Regions from separate parts of the Sus scrofa genome. Here regions 1 and 3 are each linked to region 2. Evidence: chromatin contacts called from public Hi-C data. All regions are on one chromosome and are shown on one strand. Each heading gives the region's core, a stretch centred on a gene start, on an enhancer-like site or on the middle of the called end of the contact. The rest is flanking DNA. Distances are from core to core; before and after follow the strand shown.

Evidence for each region. A called contact is a pair of places that touch in the nucleus more often than the background predicts.
Region 1: a Hi-C map of skeletal muscle shows a contact between it and region 2, with 6 times the contacts expected there. The contact joins the promoter of LOC100517166 here to the promoter of EEF1E1 in region 2. A contact is called at or near these places in 1 of 5 promoter capture datasets (liver) and 4 of 47 Hi-C or Micro-C datasets (heart right ventricle, liver and skeletal muscle).
Region 3: a contact with region 2 is called in a Hi-C map of liver, with 6 times the contacts expected there. The contact joins the promoter of PAK1IP1 here to the promoter of EEF1E1 in region 2. A contact is called at or near these places in 4 of 47 Hi-C or Micro-C datasets (heart right ventricle, liver, retroperitoneal adipose tissue and 1 more).

The regions. Positions count from the first base shown.
Region 1 is chr7:7,459,831-7,464,257 of Sscrofa11.1, forward strand. It overlaps LOC100517166 (transmembrane protein 14C), which reads left to right and starts at 2,357. Exons shown (of 7, transcript XM_021100171.1): 1 at 2,357-2,497; 2 at 3,612-3,681; 3 at 4,002-4,078. The coding sequence starts at 3,659.
Region 2 is chr7:5,388,045-5,392,068 of Sscrofa11.1, forward strand. EEF1E1 (eukaryotic translation elongation factor 1 epsilon 1) reads right to left here and starts at 2,589. Exons shown (of 4, transcript NM_001243545.1): 1 at 2,464-2,589. The coding sequence starts at 2,550.
Region 3 is chr7:7,441,734-7,445,814 of Sscrofa11.1, forward strand. It overlaps PAK1IP1 (p21-activated protein kinase-interacting protein 1), which reads left to right and starts at 2,786. Exons shown (of 11, transcript XM_001926200.4): 1 at 2,786-3,180. The coding sequence starts at 3,097.

The sequences.
Region 1 (4,427 bases), core at 1,107-3,606, 2.1 Mb after region 2:
AGATGGCTATTTTCAGGAGATTTGATAAGCCCAGTTTCCTGCATCTTCTCATATCTAGAAAAGCACTAAAATAATTAACAGACATCTGCTCCTCCTGACCAGCAGCAATCTTGTGACCAAGCAGTAACCCTCTGCCCAAACATGCGCCTGAGCCCATGCAGCCCCTCCAGCAAAATCACAGAGATGCTGGCCTCCGCCCTCACCTCTTGGGAGCAGTTCCTCAGAGCCATCCCAGAGGCTGCCTCCCGGGCTCTAGTCCTCTTTTTTGCCCCTAATAAAACTCACCTCCCAACTTTCTCATTGTGTATACTTTTCTTCAGTGGACAGAGCAATGTAATTTGCTTTTTCACTCAAGACTGCATCTAGAAGATTGATTCTTGTTGATACTCATAGGGGATGAAAGAGAGACCTCAAGGGTGACACCCAAATTTCAGGGTTACAGCAATTGAGTGAATGGTGGTGGGGGAAACGCTGGGAAGAGCAGCAGGTCTGGAGTGGGAGTGGAGATGAAGCGTGGACACGAGGGCATTGCAGAGGTACTTGTGCAGAATGCATCTCGGGACTTAGGAAAGTGGAAGTTCTTCTGGCTCCGCACAGAAGGAATTCCCTGAGAGACAGAGTGACAGGTAAGGAAAGAGCTTATTAGTCTAGGACACTTGTGAGAAATACAAGCAGGCAGGCAAGGGAGTATGGTGCCCCAAGAACTTAGTGGGTCACAGTTTTATAATCAAAGGAAAAGTGGGGAGAGGAGAAGACAATTTTCTTTCTCATTCTTGAGTAGATGTCAAACTTCCATCATCAGCTCCTTCTCTATGTTGGGCAGGAGAGCTTTTTTGTCCCTACATGGTCAAATTGGACTGTCATCACACAGTGGGGGTGAGCAAAAAGGTTGGTAACATTAAATGTGGTAAATCATTTCAAGTTTCAGTGTAATGTCATCTTTTCCTATGTTTTTGCATTTAGTGTGTGCAGAGAAGCATGTCCTAGGAATCATTAACTTACTAACTTCGCTGGGCAGGAAGTGGGTCTCATTCCACCATTGTTTTCTTGTTTGGGGGCACAGCTCACATTTCTGTTGTGTGGATTTGTTGCTCAGCAAGCCTGCTTGCTTGAGTGATGATTAACTTCCAGGGTCTCCCATACTTTTTCTCTACTTACAATTCCCTAGTGAGATTAACTATTTAATCACGTACTTTGTCCCTTTACTCTGTCCCTATCATTTGCAAACTTAACTCATTCACTGTTCCCTTTTGAGATGTATTTTTTCTTTTTTCTTTCTTTTTCTTTTTCTTTTTTTTTTTTTTTTTTTTTTTTTAGCTTTTCGGGGCTGCAACCGTGGCATGTGGAGGTTCCCAGGCTAGGGGTGGAATCAGAGCTGTAGCCTCTGGCCTATGCCACAGTCACAGGATCTGAGCTGCTTCTGCAACCTACACCCCAGCTCACGGCAACTCAAGATCCTTAACCCACTGAGCGAGGTCAGGGATTGAACCTACAACTTCATGGTTACTAGTCAGATTTGTTTCCACTGAGCCACAACCGAAACTGTTTTCTCTTTTTAGGGCTACGCCTGCTTGCATGTGGAAATTCCCAGGCTAGGGGTCAAATCCAAGCTGCAGCTGCCAGCCCGCACCACAGCCACGCTGGATCCTTAACCCACTGAGCTGTGCCAGCAGGATGGAACCTGAATCCTCATGGATACTCGTGGGGTTCTTAACCCGCTAAGCCACAAAGGGAACTCCTTTAAGATGTTTTTCAAGTAGATGGATTCCCTAAATCAAACACTGAAGTGAGCCACAGTGTTTAGCCTGTGGCCACCGTATCTTCTATAGGAGGTGTCTTCCCATAATGGCAAACAACTTAATCCGGCTAGAGTGACATTCCTTTCTGATGGCCTCCTGCATCTGGTTTTACACCTCTGGTAAAGGTCCTCCGTTAATGCAGTCCTTCAGAAACCAGCCTCCGATGCCCTTCTTCCACAGTGGCAACCCCCACCGGGAGCCTGGCCCAGTTCGCAAGGCCTCTCGCAAGACCAGACTCCAACTCTGGGTTTCCGGCTTTGAACGGGCATGACCGGGCCCTCTGCCGGGGGACACTGGATCTGCTCTGCCACTCTCCGCCCCTAAGACGCACAATACGTGCCCACTGTAAGCCCCGCCCCGCCCCGCCCCGCCCCGCCCCGCCCCGCCCCGCCCCGCCGCCCCGCCCCGCCGACGCTCCGGACCTCTAGCCCCGCCCCGCCCCGCCCCCCCCCCCGCCCCGCCCCGCCCCGCCCCGCCCCGCCCCGCCCCGCCGACGCTGGATCCCGCCGCGGCTCCGGACCTCTAGCCCCGCCCCACGCCTCGCCCCGCCCCCGAGACGCTGGGTGCGCTCGGCGACTCCTCCCCCTGGCCCCGCCCCTGAGACGTAGAGGACGCGCCGCGATATTTCCTGCAGGACCGCAGGTCGGGGACTCACGGTTCTGCGTTCTCGTCCTCCGGTGCAGACCTTCGGGAAGTAGGTTCGTGTTCGGAATTATTAACATTTGACACCTGTTTTGACCTTGAGAAATTACGCGAGGGCCTTGGCTGCCTCTGCCCTTCATCCCCAGGATCCAGGCAGGGACTTGAGGCTGCGTGGTAGTTGCTGGTCTAGTCGCTCATTTTCTGCTTTCCTTAAAGTGGGTTGTGAATCCTGCGGAAACCCTGAGCCCTTGAGGCAAATGTTGACCGTTGTAGCGCAGAGCTGATTCTTTTCCTGGAGATCTCATTGGTCCATCTCCTTAACAATCTCGATGACTCAGTGCTACGTCGAATTAATGACTAGTACGATTGCAAGTCCTCCCCCCTTTTATAGACACTTAATAGTTTAAACAAGTGGTATGTATGGCTTTCAAGCTTAGCCTCGTTGGGTACCAAATGCATTGAAGAAAGTAGGAGTTACATCCCGCTTTGCCACAGGAGTGGTGTTCTACGTAATTATGCCTTGGACTTTTGCACATTTTATCCGCCCACCTCGCTCCTGCTCTATCAGTAAACTATGAGTGCTGTAAAATTAAATAACTATCTGAAAGTTTTATATTTTTGAATTTTAAAATGATTTTTATTTTTATTGTTTCCATCATAGCTGGTTTACAGTGTTCTGTCAATTTGAAAGTTTTTAAAATGTTGAGTATTGAAATAATTCAATTCTTTGGGCAGGGGCCTCTTCCGCCCAGAAGGGGCAATTAAAATCCTTGAATTAAGCCCACAGGAGGCATTTATTTTCTGATTTAGTTGTAACTTGGTTAAATAAAGAGAAGGTTAGTTCATTAATGGTGCAGAACTGGTCAGTGCAATTTCCTGTGGGCGTGTCATTAGAATTGAGGTTATTACTAGAATGGTTGGTATCTGTTCAGCAATTATTATGTGCAAAGCACTTTTCCATATTATCCCGTTCGATGCCCGCAGTAGCCCTAGGAAATGTGTACCGTTGTTACCCTCTTGGTAGGTGAGGGAAGGAGGCATTGAGAGGCTGGGTAGCTCACCCATTAGTTCTTAGCTCCCAAGGACCAGAGCTGAAGTTGGACCCACTGCTTTCTGACTGCCAGAAAGAGCTGGGTTTTAACCACCGCTGATCCAGCCCCTCCTCGGCAGGTGCAGGCCTGATCTAATCTTCTGTCTGTACGGAGTGGAAGAGAACAATGCAGAAGGATTCCGGCCCACTGTAAGTGCACAGTGAAGGGGGGTGGAATCGTCTAGAGCGTCTCAAAGCCAGAGTTTCTTCCCTCCTCTGAAAAGGATGCTGAGCTGAGGCTGCCGGGCAGCCTGGGGTCTGGGAAGACAGACATGTACCTAGAACCTGGGTTCGAGCCCAGCTCTGCCACTAACTCTGGGCAGGTCTTCTAACCTCTGGGATTTATATGCATTTGTACAGTGATAGGATTGTTCTGGAATGCTGACCTTGTGATCCCATTCTGTGGTTATGTGGGTTTTTTTGTTTGTTTTAACTTGATTGGCACTGATTGCTTACTGTTCCGTTTTCAGAGTGCCTTTACATTGGATTGGCTTTGGTTATGCAGCACTGGTTGCTTCCGGTGGGATCATTGGCTATGCAAAAGCAGGTATGGTCTGTGGTTATTTAACCTCCTAAAATCTTGTTTCTGGTGAAGAGCGAGCCCCCAGGGTCCCCCGCACTACAGAATCATTGGAGTCAAGTTTGCTTAGGTCCTCTAGCTTGAGTGCAGGTTTGTTACCAGTCCTGAGGCTCCTCCCGCACTTGCCTGTATGATATCTGGCCGAGCTGTACCAGGCATCATGTCCAGTCACTTGTTTGGCCTCTTTGTCTAAAGATAGTGGGCTGGGTGGTAATAGATTATTCTTATCACCACCTGCCATACATCAGCCTCAACCCCGGAGGCCATCTCTGCTCTTCAAGTGGGAGGAAAACTAGTCTTCATGTTAAACCAGGCA
Region 2 (4,024 bases), core at 1,339-3,838:
CCACAGGAACTCCCGCAGTTACGTTCTCATCAAATCATGACATCTTCTGAGACAGGTAAGTGACTGCATCCTCAGTTCACAGACAAAGAACCAAGGCCACCAGGTTGGCAATGGTGGCATCAGGGTTTGCATAAAGCACCAGTGACCTGGAAGTTCATTCTCTTTCCTTTACACATCCTAAGCAGGCAGACCTTATGTAGTTGAGATCTTGAGACACACACACTATTTCACATTCATTTTAAGGTTCCATGGTCTTTAAAGCAATCACTTTCAATGGCTACATAAATAATATTCCAATGTGCTGATGCATCACAATTGAACAACCATTCTTCTAGAGCTGGATTCCTGGAGTGTTTTCAATTTTTTTTTTTTTCTTTTTTGGCCACCCTGCAGCCAGGGATCAGATCCAAGCCTCGGTAGTGACCCATGCTGCAGCTGTGGCAACACTGGATCCTTAAGCCACTGTGCTGGGCCAGGGATTGAATCTGCATCTCAGTGCTGCAGAGATGCTGCCAAACCCGTTGTGAAACAGCTAGAACTCCATTTTCAAATTTTAATTATTATTGATAGTATTGTGGAGAATGCCTTATTGCTGGCTTATTGCTGTCAGTTGTCTTCCCCTCAAATGAAGGAATCATATAGCCTCATCTCTTTTCCTAAACACATTAACAGAAACTTTCAATAGCCTCCCTCCGCTTAAGGAAAAAAAAAAAAGTGTTTTTTTGGTTTTTTTTGTTTGGTCTTTTGTCTTTTCTAGGGCCACACCCACAGCACCTGGAGGTTCCCAGGCTAGAGGCCCAATCAGAGCTGTAGCTGCCAGCCTACACCACAGCTCATGGCAACACCGGATCCTTAACCCACTGAGTGAGGCCAGGGATCGAATCCGCAACCTCATCGCTCCTAGTCAGATTCGTTAACCACTGAGCCACAACGGGAACTCCAAAAAAAAAAAAAAAAAAAAAAAAAAAAAAAGTTTTAATTCTAAACTCCACAGCCCTCAGCATAGGGCTCCGCACTATAATTCTGGGCTTGCTTCGCACTGCGTCATTCACGATCCTGTCCATCATACGTTCATCACACTGTTATCCCATCTACGTGTCATCCCAAATTACCCAACCTTTCATAGTTTATTCGTCTTACACATGTCAAACACGAGCTCTTCATGAAGTTTGCAAACCCATTTCTTTGGTTTTGTTTTGGTTTTTGGGTGCGCCCTGGCACTCAAAAGTTCCCAGGCCTGGGATGGAACCTGAGCCACAGCAGTGATGAGGCTGGATACCTAACTTCCAGAACACCAGGCAGTGGGTTCCTTAAAAAACAAAAACAAAAACAAAACAAAACAAAACAAAACCAGAACCAACTGGGAGTAGTGGCAGAGGGGAGGAATCAGCAGGAGGCCAGAGGAAAAAGCAAAAGCAGGCCAGTCTGGCTCCAGTGCCTACTCTGCACCACTTGGTGGGCTGCTCTTAGGTTAAGTCCTGCATCCTCTCCTTCAGTTTCACACTACAACACGACTGGAGTTCCTGCTGTGCCGCAGCGGGTTAAGGATCTGGTGGCGAGGTGAGGCACCTCCCTGGCTTGGGCACCTCCATATGCCACGGGTGCGGTCAGCAAAACAACTACAACACAACTGTTCTGGAGTCGAGATTTTAACAGGGATCAAATGAAGAACAGAAAAAGAAACAAGTATCATCTAGGAAAAAAAAAAAAAATCTCAAAGGAGCGAACCCCGTGTATATATCCAAAGTGGTCTTCCTACATTCTCCTCCTCCAATACATTCATTCCATCCCTCGCAAACGCCACCTTTATAAAACAGAAACGTCCTTAAGGCCCTTAGAAATCAGAATCCTTGTACCTTCCCAGGTAATCTCACTCCGCGGAACCTTCTCCCTCTCGCACGTTGCACATTTAATCTAAAAAGGCCTCAGAAAAGCTGAATCTCCCAGTTTGGGCCAATAGGTGATCTCCCGGCCATCTAGCTTCGATGCAGCACTTTTCGGGAGGGTGACAAGAATAGCTGCATCGTCTGTCCACCCAGCTGAAAACCAAGCTTCCTGAGCGGAGGGCACGTCCGCCGGGACCACTGCTGCATCCCCCAGTCCTGGCACTGTGTCCTTGGCACGCGGTTCGCTCGCAGCAGTTGCGTAATTCCAAACGAAAGGTACCATTACAGTGAACGCTCCGACTGAATGCACACGCGGGGCCTCCAGCCTGGCCTAAGGGCTCTCTGAGGACCCCCTCGCTTTCCCAGAACGGCATGATGACAACTTCGCAGGAGGAACGTTCAGGCCAAGCTCCTCCGGCAGCGAGGGCCGCAGGAGGAGACCGGGGGAAGCAGACACGTGGGGAGGTGAGGGCGGCAGCCTCACTCGCCGCCTCCGCCCGCCGGCCGGATCCTCCCCGGGCCCGGCAGGCCTCGCTCCCGCCCACCTCTCCCCCTCCGCGCCGCCTCCGCTTCTCACCTGGCGCTCGCCCTGGGCGCTGTATTTGTTCCCTTTACTCAGCCCCAGAGACTTCTCCAGCAGCGTCAACTCAGCGGCCGCCGCCATCTTCCGGCTCCGAGCTCTCGGCAGGGGCGGGACCAGGTCAGCAAGGATCTCCTGCACTGGCTGAGAGGGACGTCCCGTTCCCTCCAACGTCACCTTCTATTGGCTGAGCGTAGGGGGCGTGGAACGTGTTCCCGGCGAGGAGGCGGGACCAAGAGAGGGGGCGGGGCCTAAAGAGGGGTGCGTGACAGATGGGGAGGAGCTGGCAAACCTCCGCTCTCGGATCAGGATTGGCGGTGGAATTTAAATTTGAGGATTATGCAAAGGGCACTGTGGCTGTAGGGGTTCGATCCCTGACCGGGGAACTTCCACAAGCCAGGAGTGCGAGCACCTCTCCCCCAAAAAGGGGAGAGTTTGTATCAAGTGATTTGGGCAAGCCAAGGAAATCAGGTATCATTGGTTTTAATGATCTTTATTTACAATACCGCAAAGATATAATAATGATATAATTTATGTATATTATGTATATTTATGTATGATTTATATGTGATACAATTTATGTAGCTTTGGGTATCGAAATAAAAAATGCACATAACGTTTTCCCCCGAAGTTGCTAAATTCTTATATCTTCAAGGTATAAAATGGGTAGTACGTGTTCAACCCCAAAAGATTTCTGAAAAACAGTTTCCTCATTGAAGAACGAATAAACGATGTGTATTACTCTGAGAGAAATGGAAAAGAAATACAAGATAGTTCATCACTAAGTCAGAAACATAGACGTTTAGTGGGGAACTAAGCTTCTCTACCCTAAAATACTTAAATTAATTCTGGCAGTGGAAAGAAATGTAAGAAAAAGAAAATTTGGCCAAATCAACATAAACAAAATACAAAGGGAATTCCAGTGCAAGTGGATTGTTGTGCATGAATTATCTATTTATTTTCCTTATATAGAGAATTGAATGACTATTTCACTAGTTCCCAAAAGGCCAAGATGAGAGAATTCACTCATCTATTTTCAGTGTTTAGGTACACATTTTACTTGTAATAAAATATTTAAAACATTTGTAGTTATCTAATTCCAATGGGTGGTATATTTAAAATAAGGCTTGGCCTAAATTACTCAAACTGAGGTTTGATTTGAATTCCAGTAAAAATTATTTCAAATCAAATGAAAAGACATGCACCCAAATGTGAAAATGATAACTGGGGGAGTAAATGGGTGGAAAATCAATTTTTAAAGTTATTATTTATTATTTTGGGGCTGTGTCCATGGCATACGGAAGTTCCCAGGCCCTGGATTGAACCCAAGCCACAGCAGTGACAATGGCACATCCTTAACCTGCTAGGCTACCAGGAGACTCCTGAAACACTTTAAATACGTTCAAAGTTATGAGCTCATAATGACATTAAAAAACAAGAACAAAATTCTAGAGAACCCATTCATTATTTTGAAAGGTGATAAATAATGGAAACAAAGTTACTTTTTTAAGATTATCCTATAGCTACTGTATCTCAGGGAAACCAAGTACTGATGAGG
Region 3 (4,081 bases), core at 1,536-4,035, 2.1 Mb after region 2:
TGACATGAGTTCTTTTTTCTTTAGCAAACCAAACCAAGCCAGGGACTCAATAAATATTTATTGAACAAATGAATAAATCAATGCATGGCTCAAGAGTAAAAAGCTTTTCCAGCAATAATTTAAGTGGAAACCTAGAAATCCTGTTGTGCTTTGGTGTTAACCAACTCAGAACAGTTGGCTGTTTCTTGGCAACAGCAGTCTTCACAAGAAAGAGACTGAATGGTGTTTTACATCCTATGCTGGAAAGAGAACAGGAGGTTTGGCAGGAAGTATGCTCAGTTTGAATCCAGTTGAGCAGGTATATAATATTGTATTATGTGTTTTTCTCTAGGCAATAAAAACTACTTTTCTTCTCTGTTTAAAGAGAACATTTGAAGCCAAGGAAATGTAAAAAGCAGCAGCAGCATGGGGTCTATTGTTACTTAGGTTTTTTTTGGTTTTGAAAGAGTGTCTTTCCTTTTCTGGACCTACTTCAGCATTTATACCCTCAGACGGGTGTATTTTAATCTTAGGGGCACAGCTCTTTTTGAAAATGTAATGAAATTGTTATCGATGCTTTCCATAAATGTGCATATACAATTTTGCATGTAATTTCAGGGGATGCATAGCCTCAAGAAGTTTCCACCCAGATTAGGAACCCCTGGGCCAGATGCTCTAAGGTCTTCTAAGTTCTATGACTGGTTCAATTGATTTTTTTTTAATTACTCAATGAATTTATGACATTTATAGTTGTACAATGATCATCACAATCCAATTTTATAGGATTTCCACCCCACATCCCCAGCGCATCCCCCCACCCCCCCAAACTGATTCCTTTGGAAACCATAAGTTTTTCAAAGTCAGTATCTGTTCTGCAAAGAAGTTCATTCTGTCCTTTTTTCAGATTACACATGTCAGTGAAAGCATTTGATGTTGGTGTCTCATTGTCTGACTGATTTCACTTAGCATGATAATTTCTAGGTCCATCCATGTTGCTACAAATGCTGGTATTTCGTTCCTTTTAATGGCTGAGTAATATTCCATTGTGTATTTGGACCACATCTTGATCCACTCCTCTGTCGATGGACATTTAGGTTGTTTCCATGTCTTGGCTCTTGCAAATAGTGCTGCAATGAACATCGGAGTACATGTGTCTTTGCGAGTCATGGTTTTCTCTGGATAGATGCCCAGGAGTGGGACTGCTGGATCAAATGGGACCTAATTAAACTTAAAAGTTTCTGGTTCAACTAATTTCTAACAGGAAAGGAAGGAAGGGAGGGGGGAAGGAAGAAAGGGGGAAAGGAAGGAAGGGTAAGCCTCTTTGAGTTGTTTATGTCGCTTGCACTATGGTTTTTATTCTAGAACTAACTATATTTTTAAAAAATTCCTGGTTGGAACAAAAGACTTTCAAATCACAGTCTTTTCTTAAATGTTACTACTTAAGCAGGTAAAAGTGTGGCCATCTGGTAAGAGACGCAGGAGAGTAATTATCCTGTTATCATGACACATTAAAATTAATTTCAAATGAGTACTAATTCTTATCGAACAACAGTTGAGATTTCGCTGGGGTAATGAGGCAGGGTACTGAGGGATTCCAGAAGAAACAGAATACATAAAGCTCATGATTTTTTTTTTTTTTAATGGGTGCACCCACAGCATATGGGAGTTCTCCCAGGCCACACTGTGGGTCGCAGTTGTGGCAACTCCAGATCTTTCAACCCACTGTGTGGAGCCAGAGATGGAACCCTCACTTCCCCAGCGACCGGTGCTGCTGCAGTCAGATTCCTAACCCACTGTGCCACAGCCAAGAACGCTATGGTTAGCAATTTTTTTGGGGGGGGGGCGGCAATGAAGTAGTTCTTCAAAATTAAAGAATATGCATTTTTTCCAGACATATGGTATTACACACTTAATGGACTACAGTGTGACATAAACATAACTTACATACACTGGGAACATAAAGGATTAGTGTGAACGTCACTGTGGTTCCACACCCACAGTTGCTCCCATGGGTGCCTGTGCTGTAAACAGGGTTTCCAAAAGCCTGAGAACGATTTGAACTTCAGCATTTCAGTGCCTAAGAAGTGCTTACACATGGAGTCGCCAAAATGCGCAGAAGACAAGGCCTTCCTGGCGCTGCAGTGACAAAGCCACCAAAGTAAAATCACTTCTATGTGGCACAGTCCAGTCACTTCGCAGGTGCGAAGCTGTCCTTTCTAACACATCTCTGAATCTCTGTATCTCATGAAAACCTCAAATCTAAATTAGGGCTACCTGTGTTTTTAATAACACTGACTTTGCACTTAAGGTGGGGGAGGTGGTGAAACGGAATATGAGATTTCCTTCTAGAACCGAACCTAGGGTGACTGGCCCTTCCTCTTCGAGCAGTGTCTTTACCCCCCCTCAAGCAAAGGGTCCTCCCCCACCCGCAGGATGCCCCACAGTGGCCGATTTGTCCCCAGAGTTCGAGAAACCAAAAGCAAGCTGGGAGGAAAGGTGCGCAGAGCGAGATTATTTGGCCTGGGCGGGGGCGAGGGAATCGGACCCCTCTGACGACTGCGAGCCCTACCAGTCCTACATGCCCCCCTCCTTGCTCTATTACAGCGAATGTGAACGAAAAAGGTTCATTCCACGACTTCCTGCACCACCGAAAGCCTAACGCCTGTACCTGTGCCACTACACACAGGCGTCGATCCGCCAATTACACTGCAACGCCGGAGCCGCCCCCTCGCCTCCCGCCCAGCCCGGAAGCTGCCCCGCCCCTTCCGTAGACGCCCCGGAAACGAGGACTTTCGCGCAGGATGTCCCGCCCCCTCGCCTCAGAATCGCCTGACACGGGGCTTCCTAGAATATGCCTGCTGATCCTCCGTTTGCTTTCTCCTTGAAATGAGACTCTCGCCATGTGGCGTCCTTTCTTATTCTCCTCTTGGTAATTCCGCGTGATCTTCTAGTCCCGAAATCTCTCCCATGGAGTCAGGCGCCTAAAAGGCAGCCCCGCGGTCTTGACGTAAATTTGAGCGCCGACGCAAGAAGGACCCCCTCTGCCCCTTGCGTCCGCTTGCGTCACTGCCCAGCTGCGCCGAGCCCCGCTCGCTGAGGAGGCACGTGCGCTGCTGAATGGAGGTGGTGGCTGGTTGCTACGAGCAGGTTCTTTTTGGGTTCGCTGTACACCCGGAGCCCGAGACGAGCGGCAGCCACGAGGTGAGAGCCCGCGCGCGGAGGGACCGCAGGCGGTGGGGCGGCCAAGCGTCTGATGTGGTTCCCACGCGGCCGAGGTAAACACAGCACCGCAGGGGAACCGTCAGAACCGCTAGGGATTCATTGGTGAATGCAATTCAGGAGACTTAAAACACGTCTTAGTCTTTTAGAACAGAGAAGGCGTTTCATAAGACGAGATGATGTCTGCGTTTTGTAGTAAACATGACCCGTGCACGAAGGAAACTGGCATTTCTGCAAACGGGCCAATGAGCCATAGATTGTATGAGTTTAAAGGTCGCTCCCCTAAGTTGACAACTAGTTGGGGTGTTCAGGATTTAATGAAAGAACAGCTCTTTGAGTTTTTGTTCTGGGATTTTACCATGTATTTGAACTGGATCTGGATAAACCCCTCATTGATAAAGTGATACCAGTTCACTATTGGGCTCTTACGTGGGGCCATTACTTTCGGTAAAGGTGCAGGGAAGCCAAAGGTATAAATCCTGCACTGGAGAGCTTACCCACATGAGAAAGAGAGATTGAGGGAGGCAAATACGTGGAGAAAAATTAAAACAAAACGTGATGAGTTTTTTTACTAAGCGTGTGAGTTAAAAGGTTAAGTAAATTGGCAGTAGTCAAACAGGACATACCCAGGACTCGATGTAACATCTCCTTACTTTTAGTCTAGTACTCTTTTTTCCCTCTAAGCAATCCTAGATATTTCCTAGAAACCTAATTCGTTGACCTGTTATGTCGTTTTGTTTTTTTTTTTTTGCTTTCTTTTTAGGGCCGCACCCACAGCATATGGAAATTCCCAGGCTAGGAGCTGATTCCGAGCTGCAGCTGCTGCTCTACACCACAGCAATGCGGGATCCAAGCTCCACCTGCAACCTACACTACAGTTCAT